4 separate regions of the Mus musculus genome follow, and regions 1, 3 and 4 are each linked to region 2. A link is a contact called in public Hi-C and promoter capture Hi-C data. All regions are on one chromosome and are shown on one strand. The core of a region is the stretch at or near the end of the contact, and the rest is flanking DNA. Distances in the headings are between cores, read along the strand shown. Region 1 holds the start of Tmed4 (transmembrane p24 trafficking protein 4). Region 2 holds the start of Ewsr1 (Ewing sarcoma breakpoint region 1). Region 3 overlaps Nudcd3 (NudC domain containing 3). Region 4 has its middle 29 kb from the start of Zmiz2.

The links. Promoter capture Hi-C pulls out the DNA fragments that hold promoters and counts their contacts. Hi-C and Micro-C count contacts between places; a contact is called where the count stands out from the background.
Region 1: a promoter capture Hi-C map of second pharyngeal arch cranial neural crest shows a contact between it and region 2. The contact joins the promoter of Tmed4 here to the promoter of Ewsr1 in region 2. A contact is called at or near these places in 10 of 39 promoter capture datasets (the 3T3-L1 cell line, the C10 cell line, the HPC-7 cell line and 5 more), 10 of 115 datasets of contacts at active chromatin or transcription factors (the SCID.adh cell line, astrocytes, bone marrow-derived dendritic cells and 6 more) and 1 of 9 other capture datasets (adipose tissue).
Region 3: a promoter capture Hi-C map of pre-B cells shows a contact between it and region 2, with 4 times the contacts expected there. The contact joins the enhancer-like site here to the promoter of Ewsr1 in region 2. A contact is called at or near these places in 4 of 39 promoter capture datasets (the C10 cell line, erythroid cells, hippocampal neurons and 1 more) and 1 of 115 datasets of contacts at active chromatin or transcription factors (large pre-B cells).
Region 4: a contact with region 2 is called in a Hi-C map of B cells, with 8 read pairs. The contact joins the enhancer-like site here to the promoter of Ewsr1 in region 2. A contact is called at or near these places in 1 of 39 promoter capture datasets (pre-B cells), 1 of 484 Hi-C or Micro-C datasets (B cells) and 2 of 115 datasets of contacts at active chromatin or transcription factors (embryonic stem cells and epiblast stem cells).

Annotation. Positions count from the first base shown.
Region 1 is chr11:6,273,485-6,276,184 of GRCm38.p6, forward strand. Tmed4 (transmembrane p24 trafficking protein 4) reads right to left here and starts at 1,353. Exons shown (of 5, transcript NM_134020.1): 1 at 1,190-1,353; 2 at 914-1,014; 3 at 624-749; 4 at 257-403. The coding sequence starts at 1,349.
Region 2 is chr11:5,097,813-5,100,512 of GRCm38.p6, forward strand. It overlaps Ewsr1 (Ewing sarcoma breakpoint region 1), which reads right to left and starts at 1,284. Exons shown (of 17, transcript NM_007968.4): 1 at 1,197-1,284. The coding sequence starts at 1,209. Rhbdd3 (rhomboid domain containing 3) reads left to right here and starts at 1,461. Exons shown (of 9, transcript NM_177370.4): 1 at 1,461-1,754; 2 at 1,936-2,086; 3 at 2,585-2,700.
Region 3 is chr11:6,183,455-6,186,154 of GRCm38.p6, forward strand. All of the region lies in intron 2 of Nudcd3 (NudC domain containing 3), which reads right to left. Among named protein-coding and RNA genes, the nearest start is that of Nudcd3, 16 kb to the right of the region's middle. Within about 2 kb of position 1,332, at least 95 of the 459 cell types and tissues checked have an H3K27ac peak or open chromatin away from gene starts, as enhancers often do. A contact at or near this core is called in pre-B cells, where this site is marked.
Region 4 is chr11:6,364,666-6,367,365 of GRCm38.p6, forward strand. No RefSeq gene overlaps it. Among named protein-coding and RNA genes, the nearest start is that of Zmiz2, 29 kb to the right of the region's middle. Within about 2 kb of position 1,381, at least 150 of the 459 cell types and tissues checked have an H3K27ac peak or open chromatin away from gene starts, as enhancers often do. A contact at or near this core is called in B cells, embryonic stem cells and pre-B cells, where this site is marked.

The DNA.
Region 1 (2,700 bases), core at 103-2,602, 1.2 Mb after region 2:
ATACATTTTATATACGGATATATAATACAGACACACACACATGACTGGAGGTGTGGCTCAATGGTAGAGAGCTTGCCTAACGTCCAACCCTGCCACTGTAGACATATACAGAAATCGAGGAAAGAAAAGCAAACCCAAACCTCACCTATGTAGACTGACTGGTAACTCCCACATTCCCGAGTAGAGAAGTCCCCAGCAGCCACGTTGCACAGTGGGTTTAAAGGTCAAGTACAGCCTCCAAGTTCAAGTCCCTTACCCTCTGATAATCCTGCTCCTTCTGGATCTGTTCCACCTGGTCAAGCAACTGGCGAGCTCGAAGCTGGAGCTCTGTTAACTTATCCTTAGCAGCGATCTCGGGGTAGTTGTTGGCATGCTCTCCAACCTGGATGTCCAAGTGTACACGCTACAAGGAAACAGGACGAAATGACGGGGGTGCCACCCACCGTCTGTTACCGCTATGGAGTCTGATTCTTGTCTCTGGCTGAATGAGGAAGAAGGACATCCAGTTCTAACTGTACCCACTTGCTGCCCCCAGAAAGGCAAAGTTAAAAGAAAAAAGAAAAGACAGCAAGAAATCAACCTTGGTATCAAGTGAGAAACTCTAAGGCTGATGAGCCTCTTACCAGTTTGCCTCCAGCGAAGAGAGCCATTCTGGTGGAGTTGGAGTGAAGACAAATCTGATGGTCACCGGGTGTGTGGGATGTGAACGTGAAACGGCCCTCGGAGCCGTATTGCCGGGACAGTACAACCTGCAAACACGCATCAAGCCCCAATTTTACAACGATCTCTTAAAATGCGGGACCTGGTACCTGGGGACTTTCTCAGGACCACGGCGGTATTTTCCATCCCATAAAGACATTAACGGACAGCTGGCGCCAGCTAGAACCTTTTTAGCGAGGTGGTGGGGGTTTACCTTGCCGTCCGGGTCCTTCACCTCTACATGCATGCCCAGGCCGGGGGTCGACGGCAGGAACACCTCTTTCTGTTTGTCCCACATCTGAGTTCGATAGTTGCCTGCAGAGTAGACACACAGTCACAACCTAGCCCCCAGGAGGTGGCCCCAGGGCACTGTGCAGGGGAGCTGGTGCCCTCAAGGCACCCTCGGGATGGGGTCGAGCTGACAGGGAAGGAGGGGTGCTTCCAAGGGCCAGCTGAAAACAAAGGGCCTCTCCACCCTCAGCCCCCTGACCGATGACCATGGTCTCGTCGGGTATTTCCTCGATGAAGCAGCGCTTCTCAGTCTCGCCGATGTGGAAATAGAGCCCACGGGCACACGCAGCACACACAGTAAGCACCAGCAGCCCAAATCGCACCATCCCCTGCAGCGGTCCGACCCCAACACCTGCCATTGCGCCTCAACCTTGCACATGCGCACACTTGCGCACTGCTCAGCGTTTGCGCACCCGCTTGGAAACGGAACATGCGCCTGCGCAGTGTCGCAGTCCCTCAGCTCCCTTTCGAAACCCGGTCCGCTGTACACCCGACCCCAAGCTTGCATTGTTCTGCGCCCGAGCGTCCCCTAGCGTAAACTAGCCTTACAGAGAGAAAAGGCCGGCCCAATGAAGCTGCCCAGGGCTTCTGTCCCTTGTCTTTAGGCTTGATTGCCCTTGTTAGGCACCTCTCTGCGCCTGTGCTCTGTGTAAGGAGAAGCAAGCGTACTTTTCGGGGAAGGGTGCTAGGCGACTTGAGATGGTTAACCTGAACAGCGTGAGTTCTTCTGGTCCCCAGCACCTGAAGTAAAATAAACCTTTCTTTTGAGCACCCTACAGAAGAGAACACATTGTGTCATTTCACAACTGCAGGACTTATTGAGTCACAATAAATTCAAAGATAGCTTAGTTTACACAGCCTCCTGAGCAGTGTATTATCACACCTGACGCTGCTGGGTGCTGAGGATGGAGCTTCTTGCAAGCTGGCCAAGCACTCTACCAACTGAGCTACCGCCAACTGAAACAGGTTCTTTTATCCAGTTTTAATTACTATCAAGTCATACATTATATATCATATAGTGATTATGTCTATGTGTATGACCTAGCATTGACTGTCAACTTGACACAACAGGGAAGAGGGAACCTCAACTGAGGACTGGCCTCCATTGGACTAGCTTGTGAGCTTGTCTATGGGGCATTTTCTTGGTTGTTAGTTGATAGAGGGCCTAACCCACTATGGGTGGTAGCATCCCTGGGCAGATGGTCCTGGGTCGTATAGTAAAAGTAGCTGAGAAAGCCAGAGGCAAGCCAGAGGCAAGCCAGTAGGCAGCACTTCTCCATAGCTGCTGCTTCAGTTTCTGCCTCCACATTCCTGCCACGGGTTCCTGCCCTGGCTTCTTTCGGTATGGATTGTAACCCAGAAACCAATAAACGCTTTCCTCCCATTCTGCTTTTGGTCGTGGTGTTTATCAGAGCAACAGAAAGCAAGCTAGGACTGTGTGTGTGTGTGTGTGTGTGTGTGTGTGTGTGTGTGTGTGTGTGTGTTAGAGAAGCCTTACAAAAAGGTTTAAAAGGATGCAACATAGTTCAAGGAGTTCAAAGAGGTCTTAATGGGAGGCAGAGGCATAGAGCCAATAGGCACTGTGGTAGTTCTGTTAGATTAACTGAACTAATCACAGAGCTGTTGTTGAAGATTTCAGAGCTGAGAGACATAGAGTTGAACCAAGCAGAAGCAGAACTGAAATGCAGGATCACAGGACCATGAATACGA
Region 2 (2,700 bases), core at 34-2,533:
GGAAGCTTTCCTAAGCCAAATGAAGAACCCAGAGCTTTTCCTGTCACCCCCACTTGTTTTCTCCTCCTGCCTCCAAGGCCACATCACCAGACCCTAGATTCCGCTAGAAGCAAAAACAAAAACAAACAAAAAACCCGCCACTGTGCCAGTTAACTGTATTCTAAACTGCAGGTGAGGGCTAGGCTACACTTATTCTCTCGGTAAGGACCACAACATAACCATCACATTCTAGAGTTCCCGCCCTGGACTTTCAAAATCCGCTATGGGTCTCTTCCCCTGGCCTCAATAGGGCCAAGAAATAAATCAGCCGGCTAGCTTAACGAGCAGGCCTACAGAAACGTGGCGTGCCGAGGCTTTTCTGCCTCTCCTGGATCAAAGCTGCTAGAAATCTCTTTCTGGAAAAGAGTCTCCTCTCCGGATCCAGACGGACCTTGTTATACAACCGATCCCCCGCGCCGGTTGCTGAGAAAAGGACACTGGGAAGCCACTGCTTTTTGGGTAGGGAAGGAGGTGGAGTTAACTCATGATTAAATCGAAGCCTCTTGAGTGGGGAGCACGAAGATTTAGGGGAACCAACTAGGTCCTCCGAGGGGGCAGCTTGGTCGGGCCGGGCCAGGCCTGGGGGATAATGGGGCTCCCCTCTTAAGCCGGCGCCCCTCAGCTTACACATTCGCGACGGCTTTTTGTTTGTTTTTCTGAGTCCCTACACAGTAAACACTTGCCCTGGGGCTAGCGATGGGAGGAGACGTTCCACGGGAAACCGGCCACGGCTTCTCGAGCCGCCATCAGACACCTCGCTTCACGCGCCTTCGGGGTGATGGGCTCCAGGCCCAGCCGCGGTCCCCTTCGGGCCCTCGGAGGCCCTAGGCCCGGCCCACGTGGCGAGAGACCCGGAGCACCCGGCCCCGACAACCACCACACAAAGGAGGCCTGGACGGGCTCTGCACGCCTCAGCTACCGCGAGGCCCTCGCGCGCAACGCGGCCGCCAAAAGGTTCCAGAACCAGCCCGCCTAGTGGGGGAGGGGAAGGGAACGCGGATCCCCCACCCCCACCCCCGAGCTCGTCGGGCCGCGGCGGGAACTCCAACCCCTTTCGGCGACTTCACTCAGTCATCCCTGCCACCCCCAGAGACGAGCGCCTCCCAGTCTGGGTGTCCCAGCTGTCGCCGGCGGGACCGCGATCCCACTCCGCTTACCCGTGGACGCCATTTTCTCGCCTTCCTCCTCGTTCTCTCAACGTCCGTCTCCTTCTCGCGTTCCCCCTAGGCGCCGCACTGCGCAGGCGCGAAACCCGCAACCTCGGACGCTACCATCGGGCCAGGCCTCGGGGGTGGCCGAAGAGGAGCGAACCGGAGCTCTTCGGCTCTTCGCTCCCGAAACCGTTGACCCGATCCTCTCCCAAAGAGCCGGACGTGACGAGTGGTCTAAAAAAAAAAGGCGCCTCGGGGGCCAGCGCGCCAGTGAGCGAGGGTTACCCACGAACCCGAGAGCTCCTTGGCGCGAGGCGCGGTGGCTCGGAATGGTTACGCCCGCTGGCTCTAGGGACCGTCTCTGAAGAGTCTGCCCTGGAGGGAGACGGAGGCTGGCGGGAGGGCTGGGGGAAGGGATCCCGGCCGGCCTGAAACAACTGCTGACTAATCGGCGGGCGGGATCACGCGCCTCTGTGTGCGTGCAGCGGGTTTCGGGCACCGAGGGCTCGGCCTGGAACCGGCGGCCGGACTTACCGGGCGGGCCCCCCTGCTCGGTTTTCTAGGGTGGGTGGGGGTGGGAGGACATGCTCCCCAGGCCCCTGGACGCGTGGCCTGAGCGGGCGGGGGAGGGGACCGAGGGCCGTCGGCTTGGGAGGGAGGCCGGGAATGCCGCGCCCGACCCCAGTAACGGTCGGGGTTGAGAAGCCCTGTGATCGTCCTTCAACCCATCCCCTTGTTTCAACAGAAAACCCAGAACCCACGAAATTGAGTTCTTTCCTTAAAGTTACAAAGCTGAATGCGACCCAGACCCCGGGCCTCCCCTCTCTGTACACCGCCCGGAAGCTTCGCCACACTGTCCTTGCCTTCCCACTCTGTCCTCCTGGCTTCCCTGCAAGGTAGGCAGGGTGTGATATGCATAGCTCTGAGGTCTCTGACAAGGGCTCCAGAAAGACACTGAGGCGGATTGTTGGCGATTGGTGGGGTTTTTGGTTTTGCTTTTCTGAGAGTTACTGACACAGTGGACAGACACAGACAAACATTAGCATGGCGGGCGAGGACTCGGAAGAAACCAGGGTCCATGTGGGAGAAGTAGGCGTGTCGCACCCTTCTGAGGATGGGCGTGGCTTCAATGCCGGAGCTTCTGGCCCGGGGCAGGCAGGGAAGGGAGCTGGGAGCCCGATGTGTAGCCCCCCAGTTCCCCATTTTATGTAAAATCACCTTCAGGTGAGAGATCCAGGCGTCCGAGTCTGTTAGTTCGCCACTCATAGTGTCTCACTAGAGGCCGGTCGGAATCTGAAGGGGAGAAAGGCGTGTATTGTGTTCTAGGAGGAGCAGCTGGATTCATTATTGGATTCTTACAAGTTACGTTTTATTAATTGAAGATATGGTTGCAGGAGTGTTACGGCTTGCCTATGATGTATGAGGCCCTAGTTTCCATTCCTATCGCCAAGAAAGAGAAGAGACTGGTCCAGAGGACTCGAGGCCCAGTTCCCTATGTCCATGGACCTGT
Region 3 (2,700 bases), core at 82-2,581, 1.1 Mb after region 2:
CACAGAAGCCTTCCTTCCTGTGCTTTAGTGATTGTCAGCTCCATCCTTTCAGTTGCCTGGCAACAAGCTTGACAGGGAGAAAAATACACTTACATTTAAAATTCTAAGTGCAAAAAAATACATATAATTTACTACTAAAGACAGTCATTATATAGTAATAAAATATAATTTATCACTAAACATAATAAATACTAAACAGTCTATATACCTACAAAACCAAACAAAATTAAGTAAAAGACTTAGAAGCCAAGAAGAGATACAAGTCTCATTTCCAGTTTCTCTACTGGAAAAAAACACATTAAAATTCCACACAAACCTTAAAGACATGCTCTATTCTTAGGTTGAAAAAAATATATATAAAGCTATCAGCCCGTCCTGTTCCAAAACATGAACTGAAGGTCCCTGTAAAACTTTCAATCAAATTCCATATAGAAAAATTAATTCCTATAAAGTAAAGTCTAGGGAAAATGATTAAACATGACTCTTACCAAGTGTTAAAATGTGTTAGAAATCCATCAGAATCTTTTCCAAACAAAAGAAATATATAGTTTCGTGTTTGTAAGTAACAGAAAACCATCCACAAGAACAAATGAAACCCTAAGGTAGGTCAGCAGAAAATGGCACTTAAAGAGCAGGTAAGAGCAGCACAGACCTGAGCCTATGCCTCTCCTGGAGGCTGGAAGGGGATAAGGTTCCCTCATGCAAACTGGCAGTGAGAGCAAATGGGTAGACTCTCGGGGGCCAATTCAGCAACAGCCATCAAAATTTAAAAACCCTTCTGACTCAGTAATTCCTGTTCTGGGAATTCACCCAACTGATACGCGTACACATGTTCCAAGAAACACACACAAGCATATTCGCTGCAGCAGCATCTGTGACACCAGCATCCTGTAAACAGCTTAAATACACCCCACCCCAGGGACCCATTAGATAATGACTCCAATGACTCTAATCCATAGGGTGTAATACTCTATAGCAGTCAAGAAAAACCCTGGCTACTACGTGTCAGTCACTGAAAAGCTTCTGAAAATTCACAAGATATACAAACCACACCCAGACCTATTAGACAGTGAAGGGGCCCAGCAATTTCCGTTCTGCATCCCCAGTGAGGGTAAGTTCAACAGTAGTGCAGAACCTTGGGGCCAGCCATTCCAGGGGGAAAAGGCCCAGATGACACCCTCAGCAGCAACGCGAGCACAAGCCACTTCTCTGGACTGCAAGCTAGGAGAGCAACAGTCCTACCCCAGGTCATTTTAAGGACTATAAAAACGCACATGTGTGCTAAGGAGAGGGTGCCTGGCAACAGAAAGCACCAAGTCAGTACCAGCCGTTTATCAAGCCTGAGCGATCAGAGCACATTTAGGGGATGTGGCAAAGTCAACAGTCACAGATGTGCTGTGTATACACATGTACTGGGTATTATAGGCAAAGTATATGCACACACGAATAAATTTTACAAAAAACACTATGAACAAATTGTCTCCAGGAAGAACAATTTATTTCCATTACATAGCCTTGTAACTTTAAAAATGTTACCCTTAATCCAACTGTGACTTACAAGAAATAGGACAGAGGACATGCTGAACCAGCTCACAGTTAACAATCAGTAAAAGTCACAGTGGCAAGCCCAACAAACAGCCTGATTTCTTTCTCTTCTCTCTTTCCCTCTCCCTCTCCCTCTCCTCTCCCTCTCTCCCTCTCCCCCTCTCCCCCTCTCCCCCTCTTCCCCTCCCTCTCCCCCTCTCCCCCTCTCTCTCTTCCTTCTTTAAAAACGCTTCTGTGGAATTAACCCAGGGCCTTGCACACTACCTTCGGGACAGGGAGAAGAAACTGTCAATTCTGAGCCGTTGGTGTTTGCGGGGTTTTTATAGTCAGATTCAAAAAAAGCATACACCATCAGAAGGAAACAAAGTTTAAACACTTGCTGAAAACACTAAGATGAAATATTATGAGGCAGATCGTTTCAAAATAACAGAAGACAGGGGAGAAGGCCAGACAGTGAGGCTGTCGGGAGTCCTGCACTCTTATGCCCACTGTGACTTCTACTTCAAATTCTACCTAACAAACGCTTTATGAAAAAAAGCAATCTTGCACTCGCAACACACATGCGTGTGTGCGTGCGCGCGCGTGTATGTGTCTGAACACATTTTTTTTTTCAGGTTACTTTTACCTCCACCCCAAGACCCTTCTGATACAGCTTCAATATCAAAAAACCACAAGCTACTGTTTCCTAAAAACAAAGCCTGCTAAGTCTCACTGTGATATTTAAAAACAAAACAAAAAACAAATAAGCTGCCAAATTTTTAAAAAAATGAAAAGCAAAACCAACACCAACAACATTATACCTGCAATCCTAGTACCAGAAAAGCCAGTGAGGCTAGACAACAGGTTCCTAGCTCAAGAGTAACTTATCAAGCGCCTGCTAGAAAGCCAAGTCTTCCTAGTGTGATTTAATCAGGCCCTCATGGCTGGTGTCTGAGCTTCCTTTTAAAGCAGCAATTTCAAGGTGAGTTTGTCTGCAAGATGAAACAGCAGGAAAGCTCCACAGAGTGCAGAATCTAAGGTGACACGTGAACGCCCCTCGCCTCCTAGTGTTCCACTTACTCTCTAGATTTCTACCTCTTAGCACATGCTACGCAGCACCCACCCTTGTCCAAGGACAAGAGTCACTCCAGGCCTGTTATACCCATCAGTGTGCAG
Region 4 (2,700 bases), core at 131-2,630, 1.3 Mb after region 2:
TGGAATTGGTATAGACTTTAGAACCTCAAAGCACACCCCCAGGGCACACCTCCTAATCCCTTTAATCCTTTCAAATAGTACCGCTCCCTGGTGACTACGCATGTGAATATGAGTTTATGGGGCTATTCTCATTCAAACCACCACCGAGATCAGCCTCTACCTCCCCAAACCCCCTCTTTCCCTGTCGCAGAGATGGTGGAACTTTCTTTGTAATCAAGGAAGACTGTCTTAGTTAGGGTTTTATTGCTATGAAGAGACACCATGAGCTCAGCAACTCTTACAAAGGAAAACATTTAATTGGGCTGGGTTAGTCCATTATTGTCATGTGCAGGCAGACATGATTCTGGAAGAGTAGCTGAGAGTTCTGCGTCTCGATCCACAGGCAGCAGGAAGAGTCAGTGAGCCCACGCTAGGCCTGGTTTGAGCTTTTGAGACCACAAAGCCTGCCCCCAGTGATACACTTCCTCCAACAAGGCCACACCTCCCAACAGTACCAGTCCCTATGGGCCTATGGGACCATTTTCATTCAAACTATTGCAATGGCCTGAAGTTCTCAGTCTTCCGGCTTCACGTCTCTCACTTAGGACCACATCAGTATCTGTCAATGGTCTTGCTGGGATTTTCCCAGTGTCATTCTGAGCCATCACCCAATACCATTCTTCCTTTCTCAGAAAGATGGCAACATTGCTTGTCCATTGCCTTGTCTGTAAAAACAGATCCGTTAACCAGCTAGGGAGGGATGAAGATATCATATCACATCTTGGCTGCTGAGTGAGCGGGCAAGGGTTAGCTGGTAAGTGGTTGGCTTTTTAAGGATGCTGACAGACATTAGTAAGTAGGAGAATGTACTAAGAAAGAAGAATAACATTTTTGCCTTTGAGAACTTTTGGGGGAGGGAGGAGCTGAAGAGATGGCTCAGTGGTTAAGAGCACTGGTTGCTCTTCCAGAGGATACTGGTTCAATTCCCAGCACCCACATGGCAGCTAACAACTGCCTGTAACTTCAGTTCCGGGGATCTGAATTCTGCATGTACATGCTACACAGACATACAAGCAGACAAAAGAACCATACACATAAAATAAAAATAAATAAACGAATAATTCTTTTTTAAAAAGAGAGAGCCTTGCCAGGCAGTGGTGGCGAATTTCTTTAATCTGAGCACTTGGGAGGCAGAGGCAGGTGGATTTCTGAATTCAAGGCCAGCCTGGTCTACAGACCTGTTAGTTCCAGGACAGCCAGGGCTGTACAGAGAAACCCTGTCTCGAAAAAACCAAAGAGACAGAGGGAGAGGAAGAGAGAGCACCTTACAGTGAAGTTAGATAAAACAGTGCATGTATACTGCTTGCTAAGCAGCCCGACCTGACTATTGGGAAACGCCCTGGGGTTTCCAGCACAGGCTTCCGGTAAGACAGGAAATAGTGAACAGCCTGGGCGAGATGTCGGGCTGTCCTTATAAAGTGAGTTTTCCGTGCATCGTTTCGTTTCCAGCAGCAGGGGGCAGCACAGAGAGCAATGCAGCTGGAGCGTGTGGCCAGGCGTGGGTAGGGAGCAGCAGGTTAAGGGATGAAGGCAATCAGAAGACTAAAGATTCAGGACATTAGCAGTTTGCATTTAGACACAGGACCTCCGAAGGTAATTGAAGCCAGGAAAATCAGCATGAAAGGAGAGAACAGTGAGGTAAAGAAATAGCTCAACGGTTAAGAATACTAAGTGTTCCTCAGGACGACCCAGGTTGGGTTCAATTTATCCACATTACCAGCCCCAGGAATCCCGTGCCCTCTAGCCTCCATGAGCACAGCACACAGGACAGAGTACACATAAACTCAGGCACAAAGACATACACCTATAAAATAAATCATAAAGGTCAATAAATATTAAACTAAAGATTAACAGGATGGAAGGAACACAGTCCAGGGTGGCCTAGAGAAAGGAAGTAGAAAACGGATGACAGCTGTTCCACTCTCCACTACAGCAGTCAGGAAGGATGCAGGCCAGGACTGCGCTCTCTCTCAGCCTTGCCCACAGGCCCTGAGGGAATAAGGGAGGCAGTTAATGACAGGCGTGGAAAAATAGGGACTCTCCGGGTTCTGGGAAAGTGGGGAGACTGCTATGGTAAGGTAAGAGTCCCTGATTCTCCGAAGAATGTCTCCCAGACTCAAGAAGTGTGCAAACTCAGAGTATTTTATTCTGAAGACCAGCATGCTGGGTTTCCCATTACCAAGATAGAGACAGCAAGTGAGCCTGCATGCCTGAGGTAAAGCACATTAGGGAATTCCGGGTAGGTGACCCCTATGGTAACCTGTTGGGTCCATCTCTATGGACATTCCATTACCAGGATATGGGGGCTGAAAACTTGCTGGGGAGGTCTGGGAACTGTTACTGAGGAGTAGCTGAGGGAGTCTGGAAACTGCTGCTGACCCATTCTCCCTGCCTCAGGCCAGGCGGCTGGGACATTCTGTTACCTGGATGGGAAGGCTGGAGCCTGGGGTGTTTTCTATAAGTAATTGACTTGCCTGTGCTTGCCTGGACTTGCTCACTTTTTAGGCCTAGACTCCTTAACTGCCAGTTTTAAGTCTGTCATGGACTCACCCTAGCCTTCTCAGTACAAAGATGCAGACTGTGGTGGGCTGCACGGGAGGGGGCAAGGGGGGGGTTAGACACAGTAACACAGTCCACATTACTGGAATGGTCAGGAGCACT